4 separate regions of the Mus musculus genome follow, and regions 1, 2 and 3 are each linked to region 4. Evidence: chromatin contacts called from public Hi-C and HiChIP or PLAC-seq data. All regions are on one chromosome and are shown on one strand. The core of a region is the stretch at or near the end of the contact, and the rest is flanking DNA. Distances in the headings are between cores, read along the strand shown.

Region 1 (3,455 bases), core at 715-3,214, 60 kb before region 4:
GGCCTAGGGCAGAACTATGAAGTGTTTCTAGGTTCAGTACGCTGATGGGAATACAAAAGACCCACATAAGCTTTGGGTGTGACTTAGTAAGATAAAATGTGACATCATGACAAGAATTATCACGGAAACAAACAGACCCCCTTGGAGGAGGCTTCCTGTGTCCTTTTCTTTTTTTGAAAGTACCAAACTTAATAGACTAAGATCTTTACTTAATATTACAGTGATCATTTCACACAAAAAAACCCAGCTGAGAGACTCAGACACTGAGCGGTAGACTTTGGCAGGGTTACCAGGCTAAGGACTATACTTTAAGCCACTTCCTTAAATTTAATCTTGAGAACAAAGTGTTAAGATCTTGTCTATGGCCGGGCGTGGTGGTGCACACCTTTAATCCCAGCACTCGGGAGGCAGAGGCAGGTGGATTTCTGAGTTCAAGGCCATTCTGGTCTACAGAGTGAGTTCCAGGACAGCCAGGGCTACACAGAGAAACCCTGTCTTGAAAAACAAACAAACAAACAAAACAAAACAAAACAAAACAAAACAAAAAAGATCTTGTCTATGGAGACACCTTCAGTTTCGCTATGAAGCTAGTAATTTCTCTTTTTACGTGATTTTTTTTCCTCCCAAAACTGCCCACACGCTATAGAAACCAGAGTCACAAGGGTTGTGAGTAACTGCCGCCAGTTTAAGCACAGGAAAGAGGCTTTACCAAGTTCCCAGGCACACCAAGGAAAACAAAAATACATTCAATGATACAGCTCTATCCTATACTGTGTGACAAACGTGAATATACGCATCTTTCTAAAAACTTGGCCAAATCGTACTTTTGGATTCCCATTCTACCAGAGCACCACGACGCATCTCACTGTTGTGCAACTGGCCCGGCCAGCTTTGGGCTTTCTTGCATAGCTGGATATCTTTTGGTGTTCTTGTCTTTCCCTTTTGTCCAAAGGACACAAGGGACTAAACCTAGGGCCTCGCATATGATAGGTGAGTTCTCTACTACTGAGACCCTGTTCTTCTGAGATAATCTCACTATGCTGCCCAAGAAGGCCTGAACTCACTCTGGAGCCCAGGCAAGCCTTGAATTTGTGTCCTCCTCCCCCAGTCTCTAGAGTCACTGGAATTACAGGCCTGTGTGATTAGCCTAGCTTCATCTGTTGTTCTTAAAGGAGGTGTGTCCATCCACACTAACCTAATAGTGATCAGTCACAGGGCTACAACAAAACAGTCCGAGAAGGCACACTTAAAGGCTTGGATCTTTGCACTGGCTTTAACCCTTTCTTTTCTGTTGTTAGAATAGGATAATTTTTCCTGACTTCATAAGAAAATCAAATGTACTGAAAATACCATTTACTCAGTAGAAAATGTCCACTAGTGTTCGGTAATCAACTCGACAAGTAATGATAAAGTCGATAAGGTTATCTAAAAGTATCTCCATTTTCTGGTGTCTGGTCCAAACATCTTTTTTAGTACCAGCTCCTGGACACCGGATTCCCTGTGTAACGATGACAACGGTGCACACACTCACCCCAGGAGCTTCTAATCCATCCAAGACTTTTCCTTCAGGTAAACCATGAGCCCTGGATGCTCTGAGTGGAAACCGCCGATGTTCCTTTTAAGTACTTAAAATCATCTAAGAAACTAAACAGGAGTTTAGCAAGTTTCTTCCCACTATTCAGTTTCTTACAAAAGCAAACAAATGGAAAACCACCAGGCCTGACCCGAGGTCTGGGAGGTGACTCAGTGGATAAAACGCTCCCCTCATAAGCATAAAGGCCTAAGTTCAGATCCCCCGCACCCACGTTAAAAAATCAGGTGTAACCTGCCTCCTGTGAGGAGGAGACAGGTGGATCCCTGAAGCGCAATGGTTAGCCACCTTAGCCAAGGGTGTGTGTGTGTGTGGGGGAAGCTTTAGGTTCAGAAGAGGCCTTTGTCTAAAACATGAGGTCGGGGAGCTGGAGCGGTGGCTTGGCTTAGAGGTTAAGAGTACTTCCTGTTCTTGCAGAAGACTGGGTCAGTTCCTAGCACTCACATGACAGCTTGCAGCTCGAAATGGCCCATAATATATCTCTAGATCCAGTTTGACCCAGCTCTCCTGGCAGGCAAAACACTCACTCATACATGTAACATACAAATAAATAAGTCTTAAGGAAAGTAAAGGTAGGAAGACACTTGACACGGAGCTCTGGCCTCCACACACAAGTGCATACACGTACACATGTGCACACACACATATGCAAACACAAACAGCACACACACAAATGACTGACATCGTTTCTGTATATTCTCTCTTTTGATAATAATTATGCTATCTGTGCCTACGTTCCAGTTGTTAAATCAGCCAGTGGGCAGCTCTCAGAGCTATCTCCATTTGAAAAGCCCTTAGCAGGGTCTGACCCTCTCCCTCACATCACTGAACACCGAGACCACAAGTACTCTGAGGGCAGGCTGCTCTTCCAGCGGGTTTCAGCAAAACTACATTGCAACTGGCAGGAAATAATGACTTTATTTTATCAGAATCCAATCCTAGTGAACAGAAATAAACTTCTTTACAGAACACATATTCACTTAAAATATTTCTGAATACAAGTTTATATTAGTAACGACAACAGACTCCTTAGAAAAATAAAAATATTATTTTGTGGTTTTGTAGTTGGTGGTGGTCTTTGAGACATGGTTCAGGCTGGCCTGGAACTTGCTATGTAGCTAAGGATAATTTTGAACTTCGGATCCTCTTACATCCAAGTGCTGAGATTGCAAGCATGTGTCACTATGGCTAACTTTGTTTGTTTGTTTGTTTGTAATTTAACTTTTAAGCTTGATCTTTTGGAACTTTAGATTTTTTTTCCAACGATTGGGTGTTGTCTACAAGTATCGCTGAAAGTATTATTAGTAAGATGGGTCACAGATCCATTCTGTTTATTCAGAAGTATACAGTGTAACTCTGAGCAGAATTTAGTATATCCAAATGAGAACTAAAGCCGTTTAAATCCATGGAAGCTATGCTTTTTAAAAAACAAAACCATGGGCGCACTACACATCCCTGCCTGGCCTGAAACACACACTGTGAGAACTCATGGAAATCCACCCTGCCTCTGCCCCAGGAGCTCTGGGATCAAAGGCATAAAACACTCTCTCCAACTAAAACTGTACTTTCTAAAAAGCTGTATGCTTAAAGTATTAGTAATCTTAGTAGGTCTTAGTAATATAACTTTTAACTTTCAACATTAAAGTTATAGCTTGAGAGGACAGGAGTCACTCAAAAAAAGTATTGACACTATAATCTCTAATGTTCTATTTTGTAAATGTGGAATTTCCAATAAGCACACAGTAGTTCAAACCAGAAACTTAAATTAAGGAATAAGCTGGCAGAAACCACTCCCCAGCCTCCTCCCACAGACCTTACACATTTTTTTTTCCTGGTCAGGCAAACAACAGTCTACTTGTGAGAT
Region 2 (3,729 bases), core at 18-2,517, 43 kb after region 4:
GCTCAGAGAAGATATTCCTAGCAGAACTCTGATTGCTTTGCTGGGGTCAAGCATCTACCTAGAGCTGCATTCACTAAAGCCTTCTCAATGGTGGATTCTGATTGGACAGCAGGTAGAAAAAGTGCGACTTGGGGTGGGGCTAACAATGTTCGCTTCCCTACTCAAACCAAGCATTGGAGGAGAAGGTTGCTTTTAAGAAAAGCAAATTAAGGGAACTAAATAAAGGAACACACACAAATGCTGTGGAGTCATTACTCTATTCACAAAGTTTATCTCCCTTCTTACTATGATGTCCCTAAAAATTACTTTGCTATATTTTTGTCAATTATGCAAGTTATAATCCATTGACTCCCCAGCTCATGTCTTCAGACCTCATCAGTTTACCAAGCTTTGTCACTTTTCCCTCGAAAATGGACATAATAACTGTCACTTGCTTCTCTCTGCCGTGCAGCCACCTTGATTTAGAGCCAGTTTTCTCAACCTTGGCAGTACCAACAGTGTGAATTGGATGATCCCTTGATGTAGGGCATTCTCTTTTGCTTTATGGATGGTTCTCTGTACCCTGGTCTCTATCTAATGGATATGGAAGCATTGTCCCCTGTTTCCCAGCCACAGATAACTCCAGAATCCGCAAATGTCTACCAAGGGTAAAATCTCCCTGTACTGGAAGCTCTGACCTACACGTTTGTTATTTTATACTTGGAGAGTTCTGTTGACTTTTAAACACTGCTTCTATGCCCGTTCCCTGTCTTCTACTTTCCACACCATGCTGCCAAAACAGTAGCCTTGAAGTACCTCAATGATTATAAAAATAGCTTGATTAAGTTTCTGCCAGCTTCCTCCCACTGTTTCCTCAATAAAGACCAGATTCTTTAATCTGGCATGCATAATCAAACGCACAACCTATTGCTGCTCGGCTGAATGAGGGGGGTGGGCGTAGTCTCCTCTGAGGGAGCTACCTGCTCCTGCCTGTGTTTTCCTAGTCACTGGTCTTACTGTTTTATGTTCAGCATGGCCTCTTTTCAACTCTGCCTATAAAACTGTCAGGCTCTGGCGCTTCCCCTAAAGCCCAGCTATGGTGCCATGGTTTGTCTCCCTCCAAGAAGCCACCTGGTACCATCTTTCTTCCTCCCCACTGTTCTTGTCACCATCTTTGACTTTTTACCGCTTGTTGTCTCATCGGATACTTGGCTCACAGCACATGCATGCTGTACTGTCATGATTTATGTTGAAATCTTACCATTCTTCCAGATTACAATGATTGGCATATGTAGTGCTCTCCCCACGAAAGCCGTCTATATGTGTGTGTTTTCCCCAATGTGTTCAAATGTCTTTATCTCACATGTTATGGGAAAAGAAAATAATTAAAAGGACTTTTACAAAACTACTACAAAGGACCACACAGTTCTTGTTTGGACTCTCACACACACAGAATCCATTGTGATTGTCTACAAAGTGACAGTCATTCTAATGTCCTTGGGAATGTTTGGGGAGTGAGAACAGAATCTCTGTTCTGGCGAGTTTTTTTTTTTGTGGTTATTACTGACATAAGTACCGATGCAGTAGTCTATGTTTTTAACTTAGATATTAAAGCGAATTACTATATTAAGAGTTACAAGGAAAATAGAAAACCCTGAAGGAGTTGCAAAGTGTAAATCCATGCAGCCACTTTGGAAAACAGTCTGGTCATTCCTCCAGTGCTCAAGCATAGAGTTAGCAAACATTGGAGCCATCGATTCTACTCAAATGTATCCACCCTTAGAGAAATGAAAACATATGTCTATACGTTATACTTGAATATTTAGCAGTGTTACTGCTCTTAGCCAAAAGGGAGAAATAACTCAAATGTCTAACAGCTGATGAATAATTAAAGCAATATATGATATTCCATACAAAGGAATATTATTTTGACCCCCAAAAGTAAAGTATGACATCTGCCACATGCCCATTTTAGATGAATAAATCATATGCCTTCAAACTGTGTATTTGTTTTATTTTTGGAGCTAGAGTCTCACTATGTAGCTCAGGTTGTCCTCAAACTCCAGATCCCCCTGCCTCGGCCTTATGGCTGAGACTGCAGATGTACCACACCAAGCTCAGCTAGTATTGTTTTTAAAAAATAAAAGTCCAAACTCCAGTCATGGTTAATCTCAATTGTCAACTTGATGAGATGTAGACTCACTCAGGAGATGGGCCTCTGGGTATGCTTGTGGGGGATTACCTCGATGGTATTAATTGAGGTGGGCAAACCTGTAGTACCCTTCCCTATCATGGGATCCTGGGCTGTGAGAGGAGAAAATGAGTTGAACAGGAACATTCATTACTCTCTTACTGTAGACTGTGGATGCCAGAAACTGTTTCAAGCTTCTGCTGCCTCGATTTCCCCACCCTGAGCTGTCAATCAAAACAAACTATTCCTTCCTCAACTCTATTTTGTCATGGTATGTTATCATAACAACAGAAAAATAAATAAGGAAAATAAACCTTTCACAAGTTACCGATGTCTGTCAAATTTCTTGCATCAAAACAGGCAAGAAAGTCAAACGCCAAAATGTTAAGTCCAGGGACTGTGCCATGTATGTCGTCGTCTATGCTGGCCCTTTGATGGCCCTCCATTCTTACTCCCCAGGCAGAAATTATGTTCTGTGGTCTCTGCTTCTCTGTTCTTATCTGACACCACACCAAGTGGCTCCAGGGTCCATAGAATTCTATTAATTTGCCAATACTAATTCTCAGGTTTTAACTTAGCCATGGCTAGTTGTCAAAAAAGGAATTTTTATTAGAAAGAATTGTACAGTAGTAGAATAGAGAGGAGAAAATCTGGGCTTCCCGAACATGGGGGACACTTGAATGTCACCAGCTTCTGCACATGTGCTTAAATCTCAGCCAGTTGCATAAAACAAAAATCCAACGTAGCCTGCTTCTTTTGGTCTTTCAGACGCAAGGGGCTAGTGAATTTTACTGAACAATTTTCATTTCTTTGGGACATACATAGACTCAATTTCACCATTCTTGTTATTTCCTCCTGGAAATATAATGGGAATTTGTGATCTTCTCAACCCTTTCGTGGTGGGGTGGGAGTTGAGCTTTTCGTGGGACAACCAGAAAGTTTCACCGTGTTGTCTCTCTTAAGAATGTTCTTCTGGAGTCTCAGGCATGCTGGGGGTCTTGGCTGCCACAAGAGCCCCTGTACCTCAGCACTTTCACTGTTTCTTTTCAGTGCTGGAGAGAATGGGATAGAAAAGGCTCCTGTACCTTCTCCTTATTCTCGTTAAGATAGAAGACTCATTTGTCAAAAAAAACAGCGAAGAGCGGTTGGAGAGATAGCTCAGTGGCTAAGAACACTGGCTGCTCTTCCAGAGGACCTGGGTTCAGTTTCCTTGGTGTCTCTTTAATACCTGTAAATCCAACTCCAAGGAGTCTGCCCCCCCTCTTCTGGTTTAAGCAGGCACGTGCACATGTCTGAGCATACACAAAAAGAAAAAATAAATAAAATCTTTTAAAAGTGATAATGATCACAGAAAAATTAATATAAACATTTGTTGACACCATCAACTCTGTTGGGTGTGTTACTAAAAGCCAACTACCCTATTACTATATATTGTTATTATCATGCTTGTTTCTTAGGTAAATACAAGCCTTGAGGTGGTCAAGTATCTCATCCCAGTTATTTTGTTGTTTAATGATGAAGTAAGGAGTATGTTTGCTTGCTTGCTTGTTTGTTTGTTT
Region 3 (3,640 bases), core at 940-3,439, 36 kb before region 4:
TTTTACCTGGCTTAAAAAAAAATCTCAGTGTGGATGCTAGTAAAATTGAAATTACACTTATGACCAGAACTATTTAACATTTCTGTTGAAGAATCAAAAATGATGAAAACTAATACAGGCTTTACATGAGAATGAATAAATAAATAAATAAATAAATAGGCGAATGAGATTTCCATTCTGCTTGGCTGCCACTACATAGAGTACAGATGGTGACCATTTTTCACGTAGCTCTAAGTATGTTTATGAAACAGCTAGCTAAGGTGAGCTGCTGAGCACTGAAATTCTATCTACCTCAAACACTGGCTGCGTGCCCACAGAGGATCCAGAGCGCGGGCTTCCTGGCACGGGTCCTGCTAGAAAACAACTACTCATTCTTCTGGCTCGAACCTGTCATAAAAGAACTTCAATGTTTCTACATAAGCATAATTAAATAAGTATGCCTTCAATTGCTAGGTCCCTACCTCCAGTCTGTGCCAGAGGCCACAAGAGGCCAGAAACCTTCAGGGCTGATAAGAGAAAGCCAAGGACGGAACGGGATAGCAAAGGGGACAGGACACGGGGTGTGACAAATGGTCCGGGCCTGTTACACATGGCTGGGCCCGAGTGACGGAGGCCGGGTCAGATTGCCTGAGATACTGGGATCCACTTGAGTGACTTGGAGGCACTGGCAGGTGCCTTGCATGCTAGTTGATAGTGAGAGTGAAATCTAGCCGTTGGCTCCAAGTAACTGCATGCAACAGGCAGCGAAGATAGGTGTTCACAGAATCAGCATGCATTGCTATGCTCAGATCTGGATCTGGAAACGTGAGAATAAAGGCTGGGTGCTAGTGGCAGTTGGCATAACACAAGGCTCTGTTCCTAGTGGCTAGGCGGAGAAACGTTCTGAACGGTAACCAACAGTCCTGGGCAAATGTCTACTGTAGTGGTTCTCGACCTGTGGGTCCAGACCCCTTTGGGGACTGAAGGGCATTTTCATGGGGGATTGCGTACCAGAGATCCTGCAAATCAGACATTTTCATTGTAATTGATAGCAGTAGCAAGATTACAGAAATGAAGTAGCAATGAAAGTAATGTTATGGTTGGGGGTCAGTACAACACAAGGAACCGTATTAAAGGGTCGCAGCATTAGGAGGGGTGGGAAGCATCATGCGACTGCATACTCCAGCAAACGTCAGCAGGGAAGAGAGCAATCACAACATCAATGAGAAGATTTTGAGACAGAAGAACAATGACAGGGGAAGGTGGAGACCTGGCTCTCAAATACCAAAGTGAATTCTGAAATCTACAGTATTAAACTAGAGAGCGACTGTGGAAGGTTCACTTTGCTTTAAGAACTCAAACACGTAGAGAGCAAAGGGCTGGAAGAAGATATTCTGTGCATATGGAAGCCAAAAGACAGCAAGGGTGTTTATACTTGAATCTGATAAAAATTTAAGCAAAAAAATCTGAAGGATGAGACAAAGAATGGTGATAATCAATTCATAAAGGGACTATAATTATAAATGTGTATGCACCTACATACATGAAGCAAGCATAGATTTGCAGGGAGATAGACTAAAAAAAGCTTCTAGCAATGATAGCATTATGGTTTAAGTCAGAAATAGCCACAACAGGCTCCAAACCTGACCACCTTCCTTCCCCTGATTTGTTTAAATTGATGCCATTGTTTTAGAGACACCAAACCCTCAGGAGGGTAGCTGACCCAGGCAAGCCACTGGGAACCCACTTCTGCTGCTCAGCCCTCATTCTGATTAGTCTTTCTCTGTAGTCCCTCTGCCTGAAAGGAATTGAAACCACGACCGAATTAAAAACCATGAGCCAAAATACTGTCTTGCCACAAAGTGACAGGAGATATTTCTATCTAGTTGAGAAAGCAAAGCACCTCATAGGGCTGCCGCAGAGTCTCTTGGACAAGCACATGGACGTAGTCGATGAAATGCAGACCTAGCATTCAACAGGTCAAACAAACGCTATAAAGGGCTAAGAAATCTGTGAGCAAAGCTGTAAGGCTTTCTAATGGAAGCAGAACCTTAACTAGATAAGGAAAATGCAGTTGCTTGTATTATAATGCTAATTACGTTCCCCCCAAATACTGCTTACAGCAGGGTCTGCAGGTAGCTTCTGGGAAGCTGCCCCAAATTGGTTCTGATTGGTAAATAAAAATGCCAACAGCCAATAGCTGGGAAGGACAGACAGAGGCGGGATTTGGAATTTCTGGAGCTTGGGACAGGGAGTGGAAGGAAGAAGGAGATCCGCCCTGTCTGGGGAGCGTGGAGGAGAAGAGAGACACCTTGCCTGAGAAGAGTGCAGGGCAGACAGGCATGGCAGCCATGTGAAGGAGCCGGGAGAGGGCAGCCCTCTGGGTCCAGGGCAGCCAAGGTAGAATTAGGGTTTAGTAAGTAATAACTCAGGATTATTGGCAGGAGGTAGATTAACTGCATGGAGGTTAGACAGGGCCCAGCTACTGAGCTGTATAAAGCTTATCAAAATATAAAGGGGTGTGTGTGTCTTTCTTTTGGGGACATAAAGAAGGTCGTGAAACTGCCTCCAGGTTTTATTTATTAATTATTTAATTCAAAAGGAAAAAGCAGAAAAGAGTAAAATTAGTGATTCCGAAAAGGCAACAGCATAAGCCAAGTTAGAAGAGATCTGCGCTCTCGCCTTGTCTCGGTCTGCTGTTGTTCAGTTCTATGACCTTTGTGACCTTTACAGACACCAGCTTCACTCACTTCTTCCTGATCCTGGTTCCTGCCTTCTACAATACCTGGTATAGAGCTTGACCCTTGGTAACACACTTCTCATCTTCGAACACTCTTATTTACCCAGAAGCTAGACACTGGGCAAGATCCAGAGAAATCAATTCAACTACTAGTTGTTTTCCCATTTTTCCAAAAGTACACATGAGTTTCCTTTGGCAAAATAAAAATAATATGCAATATTAAGATTGTTCTGAAGCAGCTATAGTCACCAAAAAAACCAAACAAAAACTCAGTATTATCTCTTTTCTAGCCAAGCACGGCTACGATTCATATGCAGAATCTGCTGGGCATTCATGGGGGACGATTTTTCTGTACTCAAAAGTACAATCCAGCCAGGAGATGGTGGTGTCGCATGCCTTTAATCCCACCACTCCACAGGCAAAGGCAGGTGGATCTCTGAGTTCAAGGACAGCCTAGTATACAGAGTGAGTTTTAGGACATCCACATCTAGGTATCCACAGCTGGACACCTTGTCTCAGAAAAAAAAAAGTACAATACAGGCATGCAGTAATGACACTGTTCTCAAAGCCTAGTAAGACTCACAAAGACTGAAAGCTCCTTGCCTGCTTGCCTACCTGTCTGCCTGTTTGCCTGCCTGCCTTCCTTCCTTTTTTTTTTTTTTTTTGGTTTTTTTGAGACAGGATTTCTCTGTGTAGCCCTGGCAATCCTGGAACTCACTCTGTAGACCAGGCTGGCCTCGAACTCAGAAATCTGCCTGCCTCTGTCTTCCAAGTGCTGGGATTAAAGGTGTGCACAGGAAATGTCACACCAAGAATATCCTAATGAGGACTGGAGAGATGGCTCAGTGGTTAAGAGCACTGACTGCTCTTCCAGAGATCCTGAGTTCAATTCCCAGCAACCACATGGTGGCTCACAACCAT
Region 4 (3,918 bases), core at 1,320-3,819:
AGAGAAGCAGGTCCTCATAAAAGACCTGCAACCTCAACGGAAAAGTACCACAAGGTAGAGGAAAAACCCAGGACTCTGGGACTCAGCATCCCAATCGGCCCTAACTCTCCCCTAGCACTGGGTCTCAAGAACCCACAGGTTCCTTTTAATCAGAGGGAAGAGGCAGTCTTTAATGAACAAACACTCTTATGACATCTGACACCTAAATCGCTTTAGATTACTATTTGCTCGTAAGTTATTAATGCCCCCTGATACCTGAGCATTCTTTTTAATACAATGCTAGTAAATCTTGAAAAATCTTTGTCTATCTTGGGCAAAATACAGAAATGACAAGTTATACTAGGTCCATTGGCAAACTTATCAAATAAATTGTACAAAAAAATTAAGTTATGCTCACTTTATAGACAGTAAGGTGGGCACTATAGTTTATTATATATCAACACTAATAAACTACCTAGAAAGAAGTTATGATGCACCCCAACTTCTTTTTCCAACTTTTTGAGACTAGAGTCTCCTATAGGCCTAGCTGTCCTTGAACTTATATATGACCTTCTTCAGCTCCCCAAATGCTGGGATTACTGGCAGGCGCCACCGTGCTGGGTCCAATCATGGCTTTAAAAGGATCAGAACTACAGGACATTTTGAACATAACTAGTTATAGCAGGTTTTCAATTTCCTTCTCAGAAAAATGGGGCTTAGGATTTTCAGCATCATATAATGCCTCTTATATAAAAGAGCAGTTCATGACTTGAAAAAATCAATTTCAATATTCATCTCATCAAATCAGTTTGAGAGCAAAAATATACAAAAAAAAAATCACTCCAAACACAGTGAAAAGGAAAAAAAAATTCATCAATTTAGACTTTGGTGAGACTCCACTTCAGTAAGGCCAGCCCCAAATGCAGCAATTTACAGATTAAGTTGTGTGTGTCATAAGCATCAACTGAAGAGCCCTACTCTTGGAAGGTCGTCACAAGCTTTTCCCCTCAACTTCCTGACGCTAACTTTCCAAAAGTAAAATTAATAAAGTAGATTATGTAGCTGCAACGCTGATTTTGCAGAAGGCACTTTCTTAAGAGACTCCTCCCACGGCTGCTCAGCGTCTGTGTCCAGAACTCCTAGTGTCTCCCACTTCTTCTGAGTCTAACCTGGACTCGAGGTTGTGGGGCTTGGAGGGCTCGGGGATGAGGAACTCCGGGGGAGCAGGGGGTGTAACGGTTCACCAAGCTGAGGGGGTGGGGGTTAAGCTGGGGAGGTGCGAAGCAGTTCGCGCCGCCAACTGCCGGGGCGAGCGTAGCGCAGTGGCCGGATCCCGGTAACTAAAGTTCCGAGAAGCCTGACTAAACCCTCAAAGCCGGGACTGTCAAGACTAACGCCGGCGCCGAGGGCGGCAGACGGATGCGTCCCAGCGGAGCGCGCCTCTCGGCGTCAGGCTGATGGAACAGGCAGCGAGGGGCGGCCAGGAGCCGGCACAAGTTAGGTCCTCGGCCGGAGCAGCCCAGGTAGGGCCGGGGGACTGGAGCCCGCTCCGGATCCGCAGGACGAGGGAGCACAGCGGGCGACCGGGGCTCCCAGGCGCCCCGGTGCAGGGACGCCGATCCGGGTGGGGACGTGTCTCTCCCCTGTCCGGGAATCGAAGGGACAAGGGGTGCGGGGCGAGGCCTCAGCTACACGTTGCACCCGGCTCCCGGCCACGGGAGTTGCGGAGAGGCGGCGCCGTGGGCTGGAGCCCGAGGCGGACAGGCTAGGGGCGCCCCCGCGGCGAGCACCCGGACTGGGCGGGGACCACAGGAGAGGCTGGACCGCGGGGCCTGCTCCACCGGACCACGGCGGCGGCGCCGGCATCTCGCCTCCTTCAGGCCTGCACGCGCCACAGGCCGCAGCTCGGACCAACCCCGCGCCCGCCTGCCGCCAGCGCGGGGGTCGTAGCCCCGAGTCGGACGCCGAGCAGCCTCGGCTCCGGGGAGCCGACTCTGTCCTGCGATTCCGCCCCGGCAGTCCCGGCGTTGGAGCGGCCGCCTATAGCCGCCACCACGGCCGCCGCGGCGGCCGCGGTAGCGGCAGCAGCAGCAGTAGCGCGGGTGACGGCGCTGAACCCGGGGCGGGGACGCGCGGGAGGAAGGGGCGGCCAGGGGGCGGGCCGGCGGCGGCCGAGGGGTACCCGCGGCGTAGGGCTAGGCGCCCCCGATCGGCCGGCGCCGGGCCAGCGCCACCTGCGGAGCTGCGGCGCCCACGCGGCCGCGACCCCGCCGCCCCTTGCTCCCGCCACATACACACACACACACACACACACACACACTCACGCGCGCGCGCAAAAAAACAAGTTGCAGGTCGCCTCTGCCGGAGGGGGCCAGGCGGGTCACTCACCCTCATCCTGCTCAGTGGGCTCTGGTCGTCGGGCCGCGAGGACAGGGAAGACCAGAGGACCACGAGCCCCAGGAAGCTTCCCACCACCAGCAAACTGCGTAAGATGAACCCGATCTTCAGCCTCATCTTCCTCCGGCGGCGAGAGACACACAGCCCGGCGCAGCCGCCGCCACCGCTCTCCCCTCCCTCCTTCCCCCTCCCCCGGCCCTCCTCCTCCTCCTCCTCCTTCCCCCCCCCCCCCCCCCCGGATCACTACGCCCGCCGCCCTCCCCACCGCCTGCCCTCTCCAGCACCAGATCCGGAACTCCCCTCGGCTTTACCTTCCCCTGGCTCGCCCCTCCGCCCCCTCCCCGCGCCTGCCTCTGCACTGCTCTGCCGCACCCCCTCCCCTCCGCCGGCCTCCGCAGAGCTCCGACCGGCCGGCGTGTGTAGCTTTCCAGGCTTCCCTTCTCTCTACCTGCCCGCTCTAGCTCCGCAGTACCCCCTTCCTCCACCCGCGACCGCGAGAACCCACCCCCCACCACCCGCGAGTCCCTAGTAACCTTGGAACTAACTTAACACTTTCCCCCAGGTCTGGTCTTAGCCTTTGCCCTAAGGCTCCGCTTCCTAAAGCTTGCAGATCCCCAAACTTTTATTGTAATTAGGGACCAAAACTCTGTCCTTGACGCCCGTGCCCTGCCAGGATGCTGCCGCCCGGTGCCCCTCAGGTGGACCTGCAGACGCCCTAGGCTGCCCTGCCCTTCCCGACGCCCACTGCTCAATCTCCCCAGCCAGAGGCTTGCAGGAAGGAAACCAGGAAGTCAGCCACCGCTGCTGCAGCAGTAACTCCACGTGGCTGATTTATAGCTGTTTTTTTTTTTTTTAATCTTGTTTTTTCACAGGGCTCCTTAAGGAGGTGGATTTGTAATCGAAAGGCCCAGGTGAGATGTGCAAACACCACAGAACTAAAAGAGGACTCACTTGGAAAGGCAGTATTGCCTTCTCTCTTGGGCTAATTAGAAAGCCAAGTCGACTAGCTAATTCTCACTACGGTCCCTGTTAATGGACTTGCAAGTTCCTACTCTGGGGAAAGTGGATTTCGGGCTTTTAAAACGTTCCGTACATGCATCGTTGCTTCTCTCACAACTGACTTTTCCAGGAAAGGATATTGGCAAATGTTTAGCTACACGCCTCTCCCTTGTACATTGTGCCAAAGATGTCAATCACTTTAAATCACAGTCTGCAGTGTGTGCCATACCCCTAAACTACTCAATTTGTTGAACAAATGCTTTTCGGTAGCAGGTTTAAGGATGGCGTAAATTGACCTTTTTAATCCTAATATTGCCTTATCTGCATGTATTTTGCTTTCGAAACAAGTGAAACTTGGTTAAGTCTCCCCTAGTGATCAACAGTATATGCATTGTTATTCAGATATGGTTGTCCACTATTGAGAAGATGGAAAACTGACTGTGATTATGAGCATAGCTGGGAAGTAGCCCTCATCGCTGAAGTGATGGGAGCTCACCCAACTGCTGTTAGTAGTCTAAGATGACCTTGCCACCACAACTTGAA

The links. Hi-C and Micro-C count contacts between places; a contact is called where the count stands out from the background. HiChIP or PLAC-seq counts read pairs in DNA pulled down with a chosen protein or histone mark.
Region 1: an H3K4me3 HiChIP or PLAC-seq map of bone marrow-derived macrophages shows a contact between it and region 4, with 4 times the contacts expected there. The contact joins the enhancer-like site here to the promoter of Galnt7 in region 4. A contact is called at or near these places in 5 of 39 promoter capture datasets (the 3T3-L1 cell line, the C10 cell line, the HPC-7 cell line and 2 more), 2 of 15 datasets of contacts at CTCF or cohesin (CD8 T cells and the NIH/3T3 cell line), 99 of 484 Hi-C or Micro-C datasets (the AML12 cell line, the Ba/F3 cell line, the C2C12 cell line and 63 more), 32 of 115 datasets of contacts at active chromatin or transcription factors (the 230-238 cell line, CD8 T cells, DN3 thymocytes and 21 more) and 2 of 9 other capture datasets (embryonic stem cells and liver).
Region 2: a contact with region 4 is called in a Hi-C map of Sertoli cells, with 2.4 times the contacts expected there. The contact joins the enhancer-like site here to the promoter of Galnt7 in region 4. A contact is called at or near these places in 2 of 39 promoter capture datasets (the 3T3-L1 cell line and pre-B cells), 2 of 15 datasets of contacts at CTCF or cohesin (CD8 T cells and the NIH/3T3 cell line), 11 of 484 Hi-C or Micro-C datasets (3T3-L1-derived adipocytes, Sertoli cells, brown adipocytes and 6 more), 5 of 115 datasets of contacts at active chromatin or transcription factors (the SCID.adh cell line, embryonic stem cells, epiblast stem cells and 1 more) and 1 of 9 other capture datasets (adipose tissue).
Region 3: an H3K4me3 HiChIP or PLAC-seq map of embryonic stem cells shows a contact between it and region 4, with 79 read pairs. The contact joins the enhancer-like site here to the promoter of Galnt7 in region 4. A contact is called at or near these places in 1 of 39 promoter capture datasets (pre-B cells), 1 of 15 datasets of contacts at CTCF or cohesin (CD8 T cells), 10 of 484 Hi-C or Micro-C datasets (embryonic stem cells, granulosa cells, nephron progenitors and 2 more), 14 of 115 datasets of contacts at active chromatin or transcription factors (CD8 T cells, the HPC-7 cell line, the SCID.adh cell line and 9 more) and 1 of 9 other capture datasets (pancreatic islet).

Annotation. Positions count from the first base shown.
Region 1 is chr8:57,590,852-57,594,306 of GRCm38.p6, forward strand. The region is part of intron 1 of Galnt7 (polypeptide N-acetylgalactosaminyltransferase 7); the gene reads right to left. Among named protein-coding and RNA genes, the nearest start is that of Gm25379, 43 kb to the left of the region's middle. Within about 2 kb of position 1,965, at least 61 of the 459 cell types and tissues checked have an H3K27ac peak or open chromatin away from gene starts, as enhancers often do. A contact at or near this core is called in the Ba/F3 cell line, CD8 T cells, the CH12 cell line and 21 more, where this site is marked.
Region 2 is chr8:57,695,189-57,698,917 of GRCm38.p6, forward strand. No RefSeq gene overlaps it. Among named protein-coding and RNA genes, the nearest start is that of Galnt7, 44 kb to the left of the region's middle. Within about 2 kb of position 1,268, at least 16 of the 459 cell types and tissues checked have an H3K27ac peak or open chromatin away from gene starts, as enhancers often do. A contact at or near this core is called in Sertoli cells, cortical glia and epidermal suprabasal cells, where this site is marked.
Region 3 is chr8:57,614,927-57,618,566 of GRCm38.p6, forward strand. The region is part of intron 1 of Galnt7 (polypeptide N-acetylgalactosaminyltransferase 7); the gene reads right to left. Among named protein-coding and RNA genes, the nearest start is that of AW046200, 35 kb to the right of the region's middle. Within about 2 kb of position 2,190, at least 10 of the 459 cell types and tissues checked have an H3K27ac peak or open chromatin away from gene starts, as enhancers often do. A contact at or near this core is called in embryonic stem cells and rod photoreceptor, where this site is marked.
Region 4 is chr8:57,650,486-57,654,403 of GRCm38.p6, forward strand. It overlaps Galnt7 (polypeptide N-acetylgalactosaminyltransferase 7), which reads right to left and starts at 2,570. Exons shown (of 12, transcript NM_144731.4): 1 at 2,368-2,570. The coding sequence starts at 2,493. It overlaps AW046200 (expressed sequence AW046200), which reads left to right and starts at 1,268. Exons shown (of 4, transcript NR_040698.1): 1 at 1,268-1,502.